Linked DNA regions of Mus musculus: region 1 is linked to region 2. A link is a contact called in public Hi-C data. All regions are on one chromosome and are shown on one strand. The core of a region is the stretch at or near the end of the contact, and the rest is flanking DNA. Distances in the headings are between cores, read along the strand shown.

Evidence for each region. Hi-C and Micro-C count contacts between places; a contact is called where the count stands out from the background.
Region 1: a Hi-C map of cortical neurons shows a contact between it and region 2, with 4 times the contacts expected there. The contact joins two enhancer-like sites. A contact is called at or near these places in 8 of 39 promoter capture datasets (cranial neural crest, embryonic stem cells, frontonasal cranial neural crest and 5 more), 8 of 484 Hi-C or Micro-C datasets (the C2C12 cell line, cerebral cortex, cortical neurons and 3 more) and 1 of 115 datasets of contacts at active chromatin or transcription factors (neural progenitor cells).

What each region holds. Positions count from the first base shown.
Region 1 is chr6:101,531,869-101,538,205 of GRCm38.p6, reverse strand. Gm34335 (a long non-coding RNA gene) reads right to left here. Exons shown (of 2, transcript XR_869335.2): 2 at 1-1,016. Among named protein-coding and RNA genes, the nearest start is that of Gm34335, 16 kb to the right of the region's middle. Within about 2 kb of position 3,640, at least 9 of the 459 cell types and tissues checked have an H3K27ac peak or open chromatin away from gene starts, as enhancers often do. A contact at or near this core is called in cortical neurons, where this site is marked.
Region 2 is chr6:101,413,875-101,420,005 of GRCm38.p6, reverse strand. No RefSeq gene overlaps it. Among named protein-coding and RNA genes, the nearest start is that of Pdzrn3, 39 kb to the right of the region's middle. Within about 2 kb of position 1,560, at least 3 of the 459 cell types and tissues checked have an H3K27ac peak or open chromatin away from gene starts, as enhancers often do. A contact at or near this core is called in cortical neurons, where this site is marked.

The sequences.
Region 1 (6,337 bases), core at 2,391-4,890, 120 kb before region 2:
CTCTTTAGCCTTAAATGTGTGGGAACCAGACGCGTGTCTCCATAAGCCAGGATTTTTATTACAGAACTAACCCAAACTCCTCAAAGAACATCATAAATTCACAGTAACATGTCCATTGAGACTTTTACTTAGAAAATGATGGGAAGATACACATATTTTCCTAGGCTAGTGTTCAGCCACCACCATCTAAGAGACCATTTGATGACCTAGCCAATGGCCTTTAGTGGCTTTCTATTTGGTCTGTCCTTGATTTTGTACATTTATTGAACCAAATCCACATATAGAAAGTTTGGCCCGAGAGAGCCACTTAGTGAGAAAAAGCAGAGCCCCACAAATCTAGAGGGTGTCTCTGTTAAAAGAACTAATGAGAACCATGAACTTGGAGAACTGTAAAAACAGTGCACTGTCTTTGGAAACTAGATGTATTCATCCTTAAGGCGCTTAACCTTAAACCAGATGCCAAGAAGCGGCCATCTGATAAATAGTACTGGGAAAACAGCCAATAAATATACAGAAAGTTGCTTAACATCACTAGTCATGAAGGAACCTTAAATTAAAATCACAGTGGGATAGCATTCGACCCATCAGACTGGCTAAGTTTGAAAAGATATACCTTACTAAATCGCATTCTAAAGGATGCGGAAGGGGTGGTTTTTTGTAAACTGCAGGTGTGAACCAAAGTTGGAATATTGACTCTTGAAAGTGTTTACCATTGTCTTTTACAGTTGTTGTATGGCCTGGCAATTCCTCTCCCCAGTGTCTGCCTATGTTAGTTACTGTTGTTGTTGTTGTTGTTGTTGTTGTTGTTGTTGTTCTTGTTGTTCTTGTTGTTGTTGTTGTTGTTCTTGTTCTTGTTCTTGTTGTTCTTCTTGTTCCTATTGCTCTTGTTGCTATAACACAATACCTGAAAAAGCTACTTGAAGAGTCTTCTTTTGCTCACAGTTTGAGGGTAAAGTCCATTAGAGAGAGCAACGGGGCACAGGAGCAACAGCATGAGGTCCTGGTCACCTCAGCATCTACAGTGAGAAAACAGAGAGAGATGAAAGCCAGGGCTCAAAGAGATGTAAACACTTTCAATTTTTTCTTGAGTTCAGGAAATCAGCCAGTGAGATGATACTACTTACCATGGGGTGGGTCCTTCATCCTCTATCAACCTAACCTAGAAACACCCTCACAGGCATACTGAGAGATTTGTTTCCATGGTGATTCTAAATCTTTTGAAGTTGACATCATGAAAAGCTAGGCCTTCCAACAAATCTCTTCATCTTTAGAATAAGCATAGATGAGGTTGTTTGTGACCACTGGAAACTAAAAGCAGTCTTCAAATGCTCACCAACTCTGAAGGCTACATCTGTGTCCCTGATCCTGCAAGGGAATGTAAGTGAGTAAGCTACACATGAAATATGGGAATCCCACATTTAGTATTTTGTAGAAGTACAGAAGCAGGAAATTCATCCTATTCCTTTTGTTCCAAGTTCAGATCAAGCACAAGTACAGGTTAACCTCAGCTTGTTCATGTGTAAAAATAGACCTAAGACTTCTTATTCCAGGAGTTTTCCTTGGGGCTTCTAAAAACATTGTTCTTTCTACCCATAATCCTTTGCCATGTCCCCTTCCCTCTGATTTCTTAACTTGGATAATACCTATTCTTCTTAGAGATACACAGGCTACTGTCTCAACACTTGCGGTGACAGTCATGTGTTAGCCATCCCACATCTCTGTCCTCTTTATGTCATGCCAGGTGTCATCCCAGTTATAAAATAGGAAGTTATGTGGACTGAATGAAAAGAAAATATTAAAGGACTATGGAAAGATACAACATACCATGGAAGTCTGGAGAAAACATCACAAAAAAATACATAAAATCCTGATTTTGAGAGATTTGGGTAAGAAATGTGTTACTGCTACACCCACATCCATTATCAGAAAAACAACATGCCTAGTCACATCTGTGAGGTTTTGCAGTATAGAAAATCAAGCCCTGACTATCCAAAATGCCCTGGGGAAGTACAGAAAACCATGGTTTGATCCATTGTTTCTTTACCTTCCTTTCCCAAGGCACAGCAGCATCTACGAGGTGAGGAATCCTATCTCAACATTGTTTCTTCTTTACACTTAGCACAATGTCTGACACACAGCAGTAAATTTTGTAAATATTGTTGACCAAATGAATACCTAATGAGATGTAAAGTGTTTGACATAGCTCCTGTGTTTCAGAACACACAAGAGGGGAAAAAAATGTGTTCTTTAATGCCAAGGGCTATATCACATGCTCTTTGGTGTCCTTAATAGTATATCAGGTGGTTAGTATATGTGCAGCAGTGTTACTTAAATGATTAGTTGAATCCATGAATTAGTGAGCATGGATCAATTTAATGCAACTCTAGGAGGTTACATACAAGGGACATCTTTTTAACAAATGGCTGAGTAGATGATGGGAGGTCAATTGATGATCCAGAGAGGCAGCTGAACCCTACCGGGAGGGGAGTGTGATGGTTGATATTGATTGACAGCTTGAGAGGATCTAGAACCACCTAGGAGATAAACCTCTGGGTTTGTTTGTGAAGGAGTTTCTAGATACGGCGTTCTAGATGCTTGAAGACCTATGGGCTGGGGTCCTGAACTGAATAAAAAAGAGAAAGCAAATTAAGCTGCAGCAGTCAACATTCTGGTTTGTGGCCGCAGAAATGTGTAACCAGCTACCTGGCACTCCTGCCCAAATTCACTTCCTGTCATGATGCACTGCATCCTCAAATTATGAGCTAGGATCAACCCAATCTTCCTTTAGTTGTTTTCAAAGGTTATTTTGTTTTAGCAAAGAAAAAGGCGACTAATGCAAGGAGCATTAAAACATGTGATGGACATTGATGATTTGGGCATGGGTTGCCTACCACCCATTTTTTCATTGAAATTTATTTATATACACGTCAAAAACAAATGCTTCTTTCTTCTCCTCATTCACTTCTCCACATTGATACCTCTTTCTTTTCATCCAGCAGCTTGATCATGTGGAGATACCCAAAACCCCCATGTGATTCTCATCTTAAAGCACTATATAAATCTACAACCTTCTATATAGAGAGCCCTACTTATGAAAGCTCAAAATCTCTCATCTCTTTGGCTATTTCTGATTACTCAAGATGTCAACCCAGCTTCTGAATTCTGATAAACAGCACTGATTAGTCTACCAAGATTTTTCATTCAAATGAAATTATCGGGCTCTATAAAATTATAATAGCTCTTTGGCCCGGCCCTGTGGCTTCAGGTATAGTGTTAAGAAAGATTCAAAAATGGGTTTGATTCAATAAGTCAGCAACTGTACAAAGCCTGATCAGTGTCCACAAAGATGCACAGTTCCATCATTGACACAGAATGACAGCCCTTTGTTAGGGAACACTTGTCATGAATCAGCTAAATGAATCTAGCTAAATGAGAATTTGAAAACACCCAGATGGCTATATTTATTGGTACAAAGATGGAAATTCTGAAGCGTGGTAATGTTCTCCTCTCCAAAGTAGAGTAATTTTAGAATTACTCTTAATATGCAACTTTAAATCATGCGAATTAGAACAATGAGCCACAGCATCAGAAATCCTGGTTCACTGCAGATAAATACCAGGAGGTGGCAGCATCTCCTTCGCCGTGTGATTCTGAACTTTGAGGCCATCAGCATCTGAAAGTTAACAATCTCACATAGCAGAGCAGCTGCCCAATTTGTTGGCTATTGTAATCTTTCTTTTATGATACACTCTTTCTCTTTTAAAAGAGATCCATTTAGCCAATATAGCCTTTAAATATGTGCACAATACTAATGATCTGTAAGCGGTGTGCCAACTCCCCCACGCCCTCCTATTTCCTTTCTGTTGGCTTTTATATGAGCAAGCCTTTGCATGTCTAATTGTATGGAGACAATTAGCTGACTATAAAATGCTGCCCCTCCCCCCAGTAACTTGCATGCGCAACTACTTACATAAGAATTCACTCACATATACTGAAGTCCTGCAGTAAAATAACAGGACCGAGGATTTATCTGAAACATCCCACATCCTGGTCCCTAAACACAACACCACATAACCATGTTACACTGTCAGATGATTTCATTTTGCTTTCTACCTGTTTTTTATATAAAGATGAAATGGCTGAAGTTACTACTGTCTTTCTGGTAGCATTATTATCAGACATAAATCCAGCAGTGAATGAAGTCAATATTAACTGAGTCTCAAATGAGGGGGCAGCAAATACATGCTAGGCACTGCTAATCATAGGTGGTAATGCCTCAAGGAGGGTCCAGTCTCAGGCTGTGCTCCTCAGTATAGGAATCACAAGCCTTCTAAGCTTTGGGAGTTGACAATTAGCATTAAAGTAAAATTTAAAAAAATCCATTCCTTGGGTACAATGGCCACACTTCAAGTGTTCAATCACAACCAAATGTCTCTAGTGGTAGCCGTATTAGAAACACAGATGTAGGAACTTCTACCATGACTGAGTTCTATTGAACAAGGTTGATCAGAAGGACCATCCAATTCATGGGAGTCAGTGATTAGTTTAGAATGTACTGTTAGACTGATATATGCAGGGGAGCGAGCGGGTAGGCTAGGGAGATGTCTCATTGGATAAAGTGCTTGCTTATACAAGTGTGAGGATCTGAGTTCAGATCCCCAGAACCTATGTAAAAGGCGAGCAGTACAGCAACTGTCTTTAATCCCAGACTTGGAAGCCAAAGACAGAAGATCCCTGGGACAAGGTGGCTAGCCAAACTAACCGGAATTGATAGATAAAGGCTCGTTAAGAGACCCTGTCTTGATTAATAAAGGGAGGACTGATTAAAGACAATACTCAGTGTCAAACCTAGGGCTCACCCACAGACATGCTCCTACATACATGCCAAAATGCATATATATACCCTATAAGCACATTCCACACACATGAAAACAAAACAAAACATAGGTAACATAAGAAGAGTGACAAACTCTTTGCAACAGCATTGAAGAAAATAATATACATATAGATAGATGAATATATGTGTGTGTATATATATATATATATATGTGTGTGTATGTATATATATGTATGTATATATATATATATATATATATATATATATATATATCTTCAATTAAGGAAGTTTTGAAGTTCCCCAGTATCCTGAAGCAAAGGTAAAGTCTGTGGAAAGATGCATCATCGACATGATTGAGAAAGACGAAAGGCCACAAGACGGTCAATGCCTGTGAGCTTCTCTGTATTATGGAAAGATAAAAACTGAGTGGCAAGAGAGTTTGTCAGGAAAAGAACAGGGGACTGTGAGGCAGCATCACTATGTCACTGTTTTGAGCACTGAATGTGTTAGCTCTTCTTATTCAAACAGAATGAAGGAATTAATAGTGGCCCCTTTATTCTGGGCACAGAAACAAGGAGCAGAGCGACTCACTCTTTCCACAACAGTGTCTGAGTGGAAAATGAAACCTAGTTTTCTTCGGTCTTGCTCAGAACCTCCCAGAACAAGACTGCTTTCCCTGACACATACCACACAGGACTAACAGGAGACAGCCCACTGGCCGTGTCACCAATAACATAGCTGGCCCTGTCACACCCTTATCTATCCCACTCCCTACTGAGGCGTTCCTCCCAAATGAGGGGGCAGCAAATGCTTTCTGCCAAAGTTAAAGCATATTCAAGCCGGCTTTGAACCCGCCTCCAACTTTCTGTGGTTACAGTTCATCGTCTGCTGGCAAAATGGGACTTCCTGGTTCTAAGATTAAAAAGACTTGGGAAGAAAAGGGAGAAAAGTGAACGACTTACATGACATCAATTGACTCTTGCAAAACAAAACCCTGGTGGGCAGAGCATCCCAATTATCCCAATTACATTTCTGAGAAGTGTACACACTTCCAAAGGTTTCAATAGAACAGGCTTAGAGGGAATATGTTTGGGGTCTCAAGACCTTTAAAAAGAGTTAGAGGCCAAACACAGCACATAGTGAGGACTATAAAGATTTTTTTTTTGGTAAGGATGAGAACGTCAGGCAAGAAGCGCTGTTGTAATCCCGTGTTCCAAGAATTGCTGGTCTTTCATAAGAGCGGAGGTAGGGATAGTGGGGGAGGGTGCAGGCTGAGCTCATCTTGTGGTTTTATTTAAACTGGAGTAGAGAGAATCAGCTTTGCTTTTTATTTCCATACAAATGCTCAAGGGGCCAGAATCCTCTCACATTCCTAACTCAGATCATTTTAGCAGTAATCGTTCTGAAATAAAAAATGCACCAAAGATGCAAGTTACTTCCTGGTAAAGAGTTACCAAGAGAGACCAAAGGAGCACATAGCAGGCTCCAACAACCTAGGGT
Region 2 (6,131 bases), core at 311-2,810:
AATTAGTGAAAGTTTTCTTAAGTCATAACTCAGTTCCGAGGGAGTAGAAAGTTGGACTCAAACATTACATTTAAATAAAATGTGGACATCTCTTGGTTGGTTCTGCCACTCCTAGATTACCAAAATTTCCAGATACTCAAGTCTCTTATAAAATAGTAGAAATTTGCCTCTGATTTTTGCACATACCCATTACTTTATAGCATCTCTTCATTGCTCAAAATATCTGATAGAATGTGTTATGAAGATGACCATGCTATGTAATATATAGAATAATTAAAAGAAAAGGTCTTATGCATGTTCCATACAGATGAAATTTTTTAATGAAATATTTATTTTAGCCATTAAAACAGAAGTTCCCATTGTGGGTGGTACCAACTCTAGGCTGAAGGTGTTGGCTTCTATAAAAAAGCACACTGAGCATGCCATGAGGAGCAAGCCAGTAACCAGCACCCCTCCATAGCCTCTACAATCAGGTCATGCCTCCAGCTTCTTGCCCTGTTTTAGTTCCTACTCTGGTTGCCTTTGATGACGAACAGTGGTATGGAAATATAAATAAAATAGACTCTTTCTTCTCCAAGTTGCTTTTGGTCGTGGTGTTTCATCACAGCAACGGAAACCTAACTAAGACAGTTGGTTACCTCTGCAGATACATAATAGACAAATTCAGAGGACCAGCTATAGAGTCCATTACACACACATGGACTGAATCAGCAAAGGAAGGATTGCCTACAGGAAGTCACGCAAGAAGCTGTGCTTGAAAAGGAAGGATTTGTGCAGAAAGGGACAGGAAAGAAATGTGGCCTGCTCGATCATGCTTATCTGTGGAAACAGCAGAAGGGAGAGGATAAATTAAAATAATATTAGCTTGAGGGTTCTGGTAATATAGAAATCTTTTTGTTTACTGTTTCTTTTATATTGAGACAAAAATCACCCTTTACAGAGGGCTGTGGGTGTAGCTCCATCATAGGGTCCCTGAGTTCCATTCCCAAGTAGCACTACACTCTGTAAAGTCCCTTGGCTTTTTCAGCAAATACTTGTGTCTTGGACATGATTCTGATTATGTATGAGAATAGGAGAATCACAGCCATTGCGATTTTGTTTGCCACTCCCCTCTGTTTGGATGCAATCTGATTTCACCCAGATGGGAGTTACCCTATGTGGACTCACTACTGCACTCATGGTTGTGTTTTGGGACATGTAACTTCACCTCCACAGCTAGTTGGCTCAGGAATGGGCATCTGTGCTGAACCGAATCTGAAAGGACAGAGGGACCTGTGGCATTACTCATAGGTATTTTTACCTGGATTTCTATGAATTCATAGGGAGTGTGAGGCAATTACAAGTGGTAGATAGTACCAAGGGTGCTGTAAAGATGGCCCAAATTTGAAGGGGTATCCACAGCAAACAAAAGCCATCTGGTAAAATCACAGAACATTTTGGGAAGCAGAAAAGGCCATTTAATGTACAACAAAGAAAGATGGAGATGAGGCAGGGGAGACGGAGAGGGCCGCATCAGGAGCTCCTTTAGTTCCTTTGTTTAGCAGTTACATTACGTAGTGTTAGATGCACAAAATGTAATTTACCCAAAGTCCTATTTAGTAAGCAGACTTCTCAATCCCAGATGGGTGGTTTTCTAAAATAGATATGTGATATATTTGTTTCTCTCCCACTCAGTGCCCACAATAAACATGCCTGGTTAAACTAGAGACACTCGCTGCAAAACTTGAATTTAGTTTCTAAACTTTTATCAAACTGAACTCTTGGAATCCCTTTTGCTGTTGTTCAAAGTCGGTGACTGAGTCTGCTACTTTTAAGTCCATGTCACCCATAGAGACCCTTGTAAAACATTGCTCAATTCTATTGGTAATAAACTGCTTCTCCAATGTAAAATAAATAAATAAACAAACAGAAGAATAAGAAAGAAAAGAAACCAGTGAAATTAGTCACCCAAAATCCAAATTAAATGGCCAGTAAAAAGGTGTTAAATTGTTTTAATAAGATCAGGCCTTAAAATTTTGTTTTATCATAAACAGTTGAGGTACATGCATTTAAAAACAAAGCTGTTTTGTAGTTGTAGATATGGAAAAGAAATAAGATGAAGTCATTATAAAGTGGTACTAGAAAAATAATTAGGAAAAATCATCGTTAAAAAAAATGAAAGGGATTCAGCAAATGGATGCTTTTCTACTGTATCAAAGAAGAGATGACTCAAAATGTGAAAAGTTATAAATCTTTTAGCTTTAAATAATTTGTGTAAGATATACTGTATGATTAGTGCTCTGTGTACATTGTGTCTTAATGGAATTCTAATTTTAAAAATGTCAAACTAAACAAAAACTTTCAACTTATTAGGTATTTTTCAGCTTTTATAACTGCTAAGAAAGATTTTTGGCTAGATATGAAAAAAAAAACTCTCATGATGCAAGATATCCAGATAATTAGTTCAATGTCCAAAGTTAATGCAATTTTAAATGTTTTAATTGCATTGTGTGTACACGCGAATGCATCTTTGTGTGTAGGTGCACACAGACACACACGCACACGCACATGCACGTGAGCCATGAGAGCTTATAGTCGTTAAAGGATAGCTTTCAGGAGTCAATTCTCTCTGCCGTGAGAGGCTGAACTCAGATCATCTGGCTTGATGACAAGTTCCTTTACCCACTGAGCGTCTCACCATTCCCAGTTAATGTCATTTCGAAGCAAGAAACGACTGAGACCTGTATTGATTTGTTCCATTGTACAACTTATATTTAAAATACATCCAGTTTTTCTCTTTTTGGCAAAGCTATGTATGTGTGCTGTGCTTGCAAACATGCATGTTTCCATATATGTGGGTACATGTCAGGAGTTCATGTGCATGTGTATCTTGTGTACGTGTGACAGTCCAAGATTGATGTTAAGTATATTCTTCAACTGCTCTCCTCCTTGTATATAGCAAGGCAAAGTCTTTTGCTAAACTCAAGGCTTGTCCTTCGGCCAGTCTGGCTGGCTAGTTTATGCTGAGGATTCCCTGACTCTGCCTCCTGTTCTAAGATAACAGCTGTCTACCATGCCCACAATGTGAGCTCTGGGGATCCCGTCTCCATTGCGTACTGATGTAGCTCCATCTCCACTGCATACTGATGCAGCATACTCTTTACCCACTGAGCCAACTCCCAGCCCTGAGCTCAGTTGTCTAAAGCAGACTCCATGAAAGTGCCATCATTACAAGTATTTTAAAATAGTCAAATATAGGTAGAAATTCTAGGGGCCCTTGTTCGTTTATGAAAATATGGATGCTAAGTGAAGACAATAGTAATTTTAGTGGTCTTAAGTATTTTACCAACTCAGTTGAGTCCTCAGAGCTTCATAAAAATCCTACACCAATTCAAGATTTTCTTGTAACAACAACAAAAAATGTTTTAGAAATTTAAATAATCAAAATCAAACATGTCACAGGATAATGTATTGAACACATTCATATCAGACTCTATATGAATGAACTTCACTTAGAAGTTGAAAAAACATTTAACTAGACAGGTCTGATAATTAATGATGAGATATAACTTTATAAAACAACTGATAAAGATAATGTCACACATATTCTGACACTAATCACTCTGCAAAACTTAGGCACAATAATTGTTAGCCTCAGATAAATTACCAAGGGAAACACTAAGAAAAATATTAAGGAATTCTTTATTGATATTGACAAAATCTACAGTTGTCTTTCTTTCCTTCTTCAGTTGTCTTTCTTTTCTTCTTTTCTTTTCTTTTTTCTTTCTTTTCTTTTTTTTCTCTCCTTTTTTTTTTTTTTTTTTTTTTTTTTTTTTTGAGACAGGGGTTTCTCTGTGTAGCCCTGGCTGTCCTGGAACTCACTCTGTAGACCAGGCTGGCCTTGAACTCAGAAATCCACCTGCCTCTGCTTCTCAAGTGCTGGGATTAAAGGCATGTGCTGCCACCACCACCCAGCTACAGTAGTCTCTCATTTGTGGTATATATTTTAAAATGTGATGTTCATAGCCATAAATTGATCCCAAATGATGAATTCATTTAATTTGGGCAAATACAGAGATGACATTAGATTAATTTTGATAAAAAAAATCAGATAAATTCTGTTTAAAATATTAGCCAATTCTACTTGAATACATTCATATTAGAGGATTATATGTTGTTTAAAGGATATATTTTGTTTATATTATGTGAAGTATTTTGTAAAGCATTCAGGTACATTGAAACATGTGAATCCACTTACTATTAAATTGTATTTAATTTCCTCTAAATTCAGGTCAAGAATTTCCATAGCCAAGAATATAGCTCAGTAGTAGGGTACTCACACAGAATATGCTGTTAAAATTTTGTAAAGGTTTTGAATAAAATATAGTATTCAAATTGAAATGTGCTTTTAAGTGCAAATATCATTGTTCAAGGTTTCATTGTAGAAAATATATTAAATATGCAGTTGGTAGTGTTTTCTATTGATTACATAAGCATTTGGTGATAGTATTGCTATATATAGTGGAGCTAGCTATGTCTAGAAGATGAATGTTACCTGCTTTTCATTGTGTCTTTGAAGATGACTGCTGGGGAGTTTAAAATTATAACTATAAGTCCTCCTGTATTTCTGAGACTGCGCTACCCTGGAGGTATGACTTTTCCCACAACTTTTTCATCTTCTCAGGCTCAAACTCTGACATATTTATCATGAAGTCTCTGTTTCTATCTCTTCTGGCCCCTAGCAATTTCCATCCTAATTCCTGTTTCTATCTGGTTGCCAATTGTCCCTCGTGGACTGTGTGCCTTCTGTCTTTGAAGATTTCAGTTGTATCGTCTAGCAGTATGGTTCAGTTTGATCAGAAACTCCATTTCCAGAAAAACATCCATGATTCTAAAGAATGAAAATATGTATCCGAATAAATGTGTGTAACCAATTTCTGTAACACATTTTGCTACAGACAATTCGGGTTTAAAGTCAGAAAGAAATGCTGATATCTTTACAGGAATACAAAGGAAGGATGTTAGACTGATCTATAGGGGTCTCAGAATTATAAGTGGCCTGCAATGTCTCTTTAAGCTAAGTAGCTCATTGAGCCCTTCATGGTTGTTATTGGAGACTTGAGTTGTTTACTGAAGCTGATAGAAAAGTCACATTACTTAGTCAAAATGAAGTTAGATAGTAACTGGAAGGGTTTTAGTTCTGTGAGTCACAACATCCATCTCAGCAGATGCTTATGTACAGCCACATAACGAGCGGCCTCAGAGCTTTGAGTTCTCAGTGTTAGCAGAAGCTACCATGCTATCACTTGCATCAGCGTGCTTTCTGTTGGAAAGACAAGCAGGTGAAGGTACAGGTTAAATTAGATGTGGACTGCAGGGACTCTGGCCAGCCCAAACATGGCAAACAGAGCTCTGGCAGGACTTGCCCTTCTTCTGATTCCCTCTATCTTCTTAAAATCCATTAGATTGCATCCCTAAAACTAGCCACCAATGTCCATTTCTTTACTTGGCCAATTCCTCCTCCTCCTCCTGAGCCTGACTACCAAGATCCAGCTATGGAATATTGAAGTTCAGCAATCAAAGGCCCCCTTTGGCTCATCTAATTAACATGCCCAATTAAAATTAAACATCTCATCTTAACATAGGATTTCTCATTTTACTGTTATAAATCACCATTTTTCCTATGTGCCATGTCTGTCTCCTCTCTATCCAGAGGCAATCCTTTGTCCCAATGTTGGACTAATGCCTTTTACCTATCCCCCATGCCTACTTTCTCCTCCCTCCGTGTTCCCTCATACTTCCCCTTCTTCCTTTGTCTCCTGTCTTTGTCCCTTATCCCTGCTCTCTGTCCCTCTGAGGCAAATAGAACTCCTTTGTGTTGAGAACTGGTCGTGGGTATCCTGAGCACATGGTTCCTTTCATGGACCCTACACTGTGTTCCTGTTTCTTTGCCCTCCCTTTTTGATTTCTCAAAGAGAAAAGTCAGGTATATTTAAATGTGCCAACCACCAACTCATTTTGAAATTATGTATTTTTCTGAACTGTACAATAATGTTTGACATAATGTCTGCCTGTAAATACTTAAATACTAGTCTGTAGATTTATAAACAAGCAAAAGTCAGAAAAACAATGGGCCAATAGGAAGAAAATCA